Linked DNA regions of Arachis hypogaea: region 2 is linked to region 1. The links are chromatin contacts, called in public Hi-C maps. All regions are on one chromosome and are shown on one strand. Each heading gives the region's core, a stretch centred on a gene start, on an enhancer-like site or on the middle of the called end of the contact. The rest is flanking DNA. Distances are from core to core; before and after follow the strand shown. Region 1 has its middle 15 kb from the start of LOC140179933. Region 2 holds the start of LOC112750876.

The links. Hi-C and Micro-C count contacts between places; a contact is called where the count stands out from the background.
Region 2: a Hi-C map of leaf shows a contact between it and region 1, with 1.5 times the contacts expected there. The contact joins the promoter of LOC112750876 here to the enhancer-like site in region 1. A contact is called at or near these places in 4 of 8 Hi-C or Micro-C datasets (leaf and an unstated tissue).

Annotation. Positions count from the first base shown.
Region 1 is chr2:91,514,003-91,517,438 of arahy.Tifrunner.gnm2.J5K5, forward strand. No RefSeq gene overlaps it. Among protein-coding and RNA genes, the nearest start is that of LOC140179933, 15 kb to the right of the region's middle. Within about 2 kb of position 2,014, at least 3 of the 3 cell types and tissues checked have open chromatin away from gene starts, as enhancers often do.
Region 2 is chr2:91,584,829-91,588,610 of arahy.Tifrunner.gnm2.J5K5, forward strand. It overlaps LOC112750876, which reads left to right and starts at 1,990. Exons shown (of 7, transcript XR_011874164.1): 1 at 1,990-2,628; 2 at 2,722-2,900; 3 at 3,004-3,077; 4 at 3,437-3,511; 5 at 3,714-3,782. It overlaps LOC140179937 (a long non-coding RNA gene), which reads left to right and starts at 127. Exons shown (of 2, transcript XR_011874115.1): 1 at 127-460; 2 at 861-1,112.

The sequences.
Region 1 (3,436 bases), core at 764-3,263:
AGCAAATAGGATTGTGATTATATTTTTCTCCCAAATCAGAGTGTTACAGTAAGATAGTAGAGGTGTGAAAATGCAGAAGAATAAAATTACAATAACAGAGGAACGTGATGGGTGTGTGTTGTTTTTTTTTTTTTTTTTTTGGATAGCCACACTTATTCTTGTTGTACTAGTTAAATTAACATTTTTAATCTTTTCTTTAGCTCTAAATTTTTATCTTTGCTCTCCATCAAATGAATGTAGGGCTGGAAGTGAGTCGAGCTGAGCCGATCTAAACTAAGCTCAAGCTCGGCTCACAAAAATTGAGCTTGGCTCAAGACTCGACTCATTAACAATCGAGCCTATTTTTTAAGCTCAAACTCAGCTCACCGAAAACTCACGAGCTGGCTCAAATAACAGAAATATAATCTATAGTTCTATATTAAAATATTAAAATTTTAATATAACAAAATAAAAAAATGCATCCATATATTTAACAAACTAAAACATTAAATCTTATACCTATATATATATATATATATATATATATATATATATATATATATATATATATATATATATATATATATATATATAGCTCAAACTCAGCTCATTTAATTTATGAGCTCAATTCCAAGCTCAAGCTCGGCTCACTGGCTCACGAGCTCAGCTTATTGAGCTATTAACGAGTCGAGCTCGAGCTAGCTCATAAGCTGGCTTGACTCACTTCCAGTCCTAAATGGATGAAAAGAAACTTTTCTTCCCTCTTGCAAATGCTTTACCGGAACTGATATAGGAAAAACTTTTAGCAATATTAAACTATATTATTTGTTGAAATTGGTTCAAATAGCTGTAGCTTTTGAAAGAGCTTAGTAGCAGAAATGACACAGATATCTAACACAAGAAGAATATGAAAGCACTCATAATACAATGTAGCAGCATCTATAACAAATAAATATAACAAGTAAAGAAATAACAAGAACACACTGACATTTTAACGTGAAAACCTTTTCAATGTGAGAGGTAAAAATCATGGGCTGTCCAGACCAATGAAATAGCTCCACTATAATCAAATGAGGTATAAGAGGGTCTCAAACAAAGTACAAAAACGTGCATATAACTAGCCAAAATATCAAAGTACCAAAGCTTACAAATGAGAAGCAAGAAGATGAAAAATATCCAAAAATAGAGTTGTTGTTCGAAGTCTATTTCTCTCTTTGCAGGTCTCCAATTAAAATCTTCACCGTTCAAAATGAAGAACAAGATGAGTAGAATCTGCAGTCCACATTTCACGTTGATCCAACGGTGGAATAATGAGAAACTGCTGTTCAAAGATTGATGCTCTGTGTAAAAATAGGAACCTATTTTCTCTCTTGCGAAGCCAATTTCTCCCACTGCAAACCTCCAATCAACATCTTCACCAACCAGAATGAAGAAAAAAATGAGGGAAACACAGTTCAAATTTCAAGCCGATCTAACGGTGAATGAATGAGAAACTGTCATTTGAAATGTACTGCTTTGGATAAAAACGAAAATTCTGTTTTTTCCTCTTCTTTCTTTCTTTGGTGGCTAAACTCTCACTCTCAAATTAACCCCAAAATCTGATTAGGGTAGAGACACTAAGATGCAAGAATACACCCAAAAATTAGACTTGGATCTCACAAAAAAGAGAAAAACCCGAGCTTTTTCTTTAATTTTTGTCCAATATGAATAGCTGAAGTGCTAGCCTTTTTATCACCAAAAAATTCTAATATGAACATGCATAAATAAAATACACATCAAATAAACGTTGGTCTTTCAAATTCAATCAAATAATCTTTGTCATTATCAAAAATAGTTATTCTTTCCTAAACTCAATAAATTTTTTAGTGTAATCATTTTTCAGGTTTTTGTTGATTTCTTTTAAGTGCGAGAACTTTTTTTTCTTCGGTGAACAAGTGCGAGAACAAATATTCATTATGTTTCAACCTTTGTTCAAGTTGGGCTTCAATAATAAACATGACCAACACGCATCCAATGTACACTGATCTTCTCTTTGGTTGGGCTATCATCATATTGGGCTGTAAACCAAGATAAGAGTTTGTCTAAGCCCAATAGATATATTATTTTACCTGTGTCCAAAAATAGATTTTTATCAAGATGAATTGGTCAAATGCCAAGACCAAAAGAAAAAATTGGTCAAATGCGTGAAAAAACTTGAGAAATTAGGGTTTTTCTACCAACGCAAGTTGGCACAGATGGATGAGGGTCTGTGTCCCTTAACCATCTCTCCCGGGTTCGATACTCACTGGAGGATGGGAATGGAGCTTGCTTGTTTGGGAGGGTCGCCCACTTTGTGTGCCTCTGCAGTACCCGAGGGATTAGTCATTGGGCTTCCGGCCTGATGGATACCCTGGTGCAAACCAAAAAAAAAATTAGGGTTTTTCTTGTTAGAGTCGGTGAGTTAATAAAGGAAAAACTATATAAAAGTTTCTAAAGAACTTTGAGTTTTACTCTACCACGCTAAGAAAAGGGGCCAAAGTTAGTCCTCATTTTACTTCATAGTTACTCCGACGATCATCCGAAAATTCCGGCCATCAACATAATCTCTTGATAACTAAAGTACCACATTCAATAGAAATGTCACTATACACACTGTCATCCAGATATATATCGTTGTCATCTATCACCATGCATAGACCCTCAAAAATCCAAAATATTCCAAAAGTGTGTGTTGTCACTATACCACATAGTCCTTTTCCAAAAGTGTGTGTTGTGAGGTGTGAGGTGGGAGGAGTGCTGTATAGTGGACACACATGCAGTCATGTGCATGTTGATCACATTCTCAAATCTCAATGACAAAGACTAATATTTGGTAACCAAAATCTTTGAATAGTTAATAATGTCGCACATTTTTAAGGGGGTTAAAATTAGATTTTAGCTAATATGTTTTAATAAGATTATTATTAGTAAAAATTTTAATTTTATTTTTAATAAATATATAATAAATTTATTGAAAATTTAAATTTTATATTATTTGATAAATGATAATAGAAAAAACTATCAAAATGATATCCGAAAGTTCGCATCATTGACAAAACAAACTCTAATTAAAGATGCTAATGACAAATAAGCATCTGAAAAATTTAAAAGCACGACAAAATAGTTAGATATTAAATATATATTCTAAAAAACGATTTAGAGATCAAATTTTGATGCAAATTTTCACAATCATTATTAAAAAAATAAGATCTTTTTATCCTTAAAATTTGACAATTTTTTGTCAAGTGAATTTTCAAAATTTTTTTTAGTATCAATGACTATATTTTTTTGAACAATAAAAAGAAAAATTAAATATCAAATGTTCTGAATTGTGATCAAATTTATTCAATTATGCTACAAAAAAAAGATGGTGAAATATTTTTATTAAAAAAAATAATATTGATTAGATTTAATTATCAAGATATTATGATACATAAAT
Region 2 (3,782 bases), core at 740-3,239, 71 kb after region 1:
AAAAAATCGATGAAAAAACCGGTCGATCCGATGGTTAACCGGTGAACCGGGAGAACCGTCTGGTTTTTTAGTGGTTTTTAGTTTGGATATTAAACTTCAAAACGGCGTCGTTTTGAAGGTAAAAAAAGAGAGAGAGAGAGAGAGAAGCTAAAGTGCTAAACGTACAACCCTAATCCTAATCTCAGTCTCAACTCTCAACTCTTAACTCTCAACTCTCACACTCTCACAAGAGACACCATAGCCACCACGGGCAAACCCACCGTCACATAGCCACCCATCGTCGCCCTTACTCGCCACCGGTAATACTCTGCCTTTCAACCCTAACTTTCTCAGTCTCTCTTCAACCTTCTTCCTCCAAAGTACAAACACCACCGTCACCTCCAACAAACGCGGGAGCAAAGCATCACCGTCGTGGGTCGAAGGTCACTGTGGCATCCGGGTCGAAGGTCGCCGTCCCGCGGTGAGTACTCAGTAGTCAGTACTTCAATCTTTTCCTTCTTTCAATTAATTTCATTTATTTGGTGATAAAACTGTATGAATTGGACAGATTTGAGTTCATGGTTCTTGTTCTGTTTTTCAAATCTTTTCCATCTTCTGAGTTCTTGTTCATGGGTTCTTGTTCTATTTTTCAATTAATTTTTATTTTGTTAATTATTCTTGTTTTGTTTTTCAATTTTGTTTATTTTGAATTTTGGTATATAAATTCAATTCTGCTATGTTGGATTTGGCTATATTGAGTTTTGTTTATTTCTGCTCTGTTGAAATTTGGGGTTTAAAATTTAAATTCAATTCTACTCTGTTAATTATGTTGAATAAATGTCGTATGAGTTATATGGATTGATATATTTTCTGGATTCTAGATTGCTGTCATTTTGAATTTAGATGGAACAGCCATGATCAGCAACTACAACATAATTCTGTGGGCATCTTCAAGGCTAGAAATTATGGAATTAGCCCTCTCTAGTTGCTTGTTGAGAACCATTGTATTTTGATTGACTTCATTTAGTGATTTTGTTCAGGTTCACTTTTCTTTTCAATTTGAATTCATTCTTTTAAAATAATTTTGTTGCTTGTTAATTGTTGATTTAATTGTCTAATTGTTTGGATTCTAATTTCTGAATTTGTTTTTTGAACTTTTGATGCCGAATGTAATTGATAATTTTCTGTTTTGAACTTTTGGTGCTGCGTGTATTCTTTGCTTCTTGATGTGATTAGAAATTCTGTAAATCTGTTCAACAATCAATATTTAATTTGTGTAAATTTGTGTTTGTAAATTGTAGTTGTTACTAATTAGAAATTTTTATTTTTGAAGATAGAACAACTAGATAGTGATCAAGCATTACATATATTAATTTTTAATAATTTTATTTAATATTTAATTAAACTGGTTGAACTCCGATTGAACTCCGGTTGAACCCCGATCGGACTATTGAACCAGTGAACCAGTTGCTTTACCGGTTCATTGACCGGTCCGGTTCTCGCAACCTTGGCCACAACATCCAAACAATTTCTATAAAACAAACCTCTAACAAAGAAGCCCCCACTTAAATGGTCCCAAGTTCATGCAATCTTTTGCTAAACAAAGGAGTCCCAAAAGCAAGTCCATACTGTGCAAGCACACATTGTGATGAAATATCCAAAGCTTGTCGAAATTGTTTAACTCCCTTACATGTAGAAAAACCCGAAGACAATTTTACAGATAGTTATAGAATATAAACAATTGGATGCGGTCGAAAAGCCTCCAAAAATTCATGAAAGGATTTGCAAGAAATGAGAATTCATTATTAACGAAGAGTACCTTCCTAAATGAACCAAATGTCAATGAGATATTTCCACTTTCAACCAAATCAAAGACCATCTTATCATCCAAGTGGATGGCACGGACATAAGACTGATGGAGAATTCAAAAGTAAGTTGGTAGTTGAGGAATTAATCATCAATACTTGATGGCATGACCATAAGACTATTGTTCTATTTTTTGTTCTAATTGAAAATAAAAGTAAAAAATTTGGGTCAAACTAATTAGTATTGGTTATCAAACATGCAGTGATATGAAACACCAATACTCCACACAAAATTCATGAGCGCTATGGATTTGATGCATGGTCTTTTATTCTTCTTCAAGAAACGACTCAATTTCACACATTAATGGACAAAATTCTTCTCATGGTATTAACCTAAGATGGGGATATTAAAAAGGAAATTGCAAAAATATTTTATTAGCATGTAATTATACTCAGGTTAAAATGGAAATATTTTTTAAATTTTTTTTACATAAATCATAATCATTATTTTATATTTCTCTCCGATGTTCAAACCAAACATCTCTGTACTTATTTTTTTTTTACTAAAAGGACCTTGGTGGTGCATTAAATTGGGTTCTCGTTCAATTTCTCACATTTGTACACATTAATAACTTAACCGTTGGGGTGTTTACTATGCTTACCAATAAATACAATAAGGTGGTTGTGGAAGGAATAAATTTGGTGATAACATACCTGCTCCATCTCTTATCCTGACTAAGTTTCTGCCAAAAAAGCCAATCAAAATTGGGTTTAAGGTGAGCAGCTAGTAGGAATCATGCACTGAGATGATGTCTGCTACTAAGCATCTGCGAGATCGATTTTGGTGAGTACTTCATATTGAGAATTTCTCTATTTTTTCAATTTAATACCCTGGTTCTTGTTTTCCTAAAATTGTGCCCGATCATTTTTTGCTCAGAGTGATTGTTTCTACAGATTAAGGAGTTTCACATATTAGGTTTTGGCTACTATTTCAAGATGACCAGCTGGGTCCAGATGATTTGCAATTGAATTGGAAGTGATCGGGAGCATATTTTTAAATTTTGGGGGATAAAGACCATCTTTGTTCATAATTAGATTTTTAGCCCTTTCAAATTGGTAATTTAATTTAGTTTTTTCACTCAATAATTAAAGATCTTATCGATTGCAAAAGAGCTGGTTTCATAGTTTCCTAATTTAATTTGTGGTATATTTGCTATAGTTGCTTTTGACTTGATCTGGTGCAGAGGACAACAGTATTGGCATAAAAAGGTCCAAAGGATACCATTATCTGAGGTATACTTATTTCCTTTCATTACTTTAAATATGAATTGATTGATTAGTTCTCCTTATATGTAGGAATGATATAGTTGATAAACTTGAATCTGAGGACAAATTGAATGTTTTATTGGATTGTTGGTTTCTCCACTGTTTAGGGTTTACCTGGGTGTAATTGATTTACAGTTAAGTTGAAAGTGATCGAGAGCTAATTAGAACATTTGGGGATAGAATCCATCTCTCTTCATAGTTAGATTTTTATCCCTTTCGAATTGGTATTTTAAATTAGTTTTTCAGTCAATAATTAAAGATCTTATTGATAGCAAAAGAGCTGGTTTCATAGTTGCCTAATGTGATTTGTGGTATACTTGCTATAGTTACTTTTGACTTGATCTGGTGCCGAAGACAACAATATTGACATAAAATAAGTCGAAAGGACACCATCATTTGAGGTATACGCATTTCGTTTCATTACTTGAAATATGCATTGATTGATCAATTATACTTATATGTAATGATGACATAGTTGACAGACTTAAATTTGAACACAAATTGAATATTTAATTGAATTGTTGGTCTCTCCACTGTTTGTTAAAAAAGAAAATGATTAGGAAAATTATGACTAATATGTATCTCCTTTTTGCATTTTGACAGATATTCAGAACGTATTTGTTTTGTGTGTGATGTTTTGCAATCCGCTCAATCTTCTTAATTGATATACCT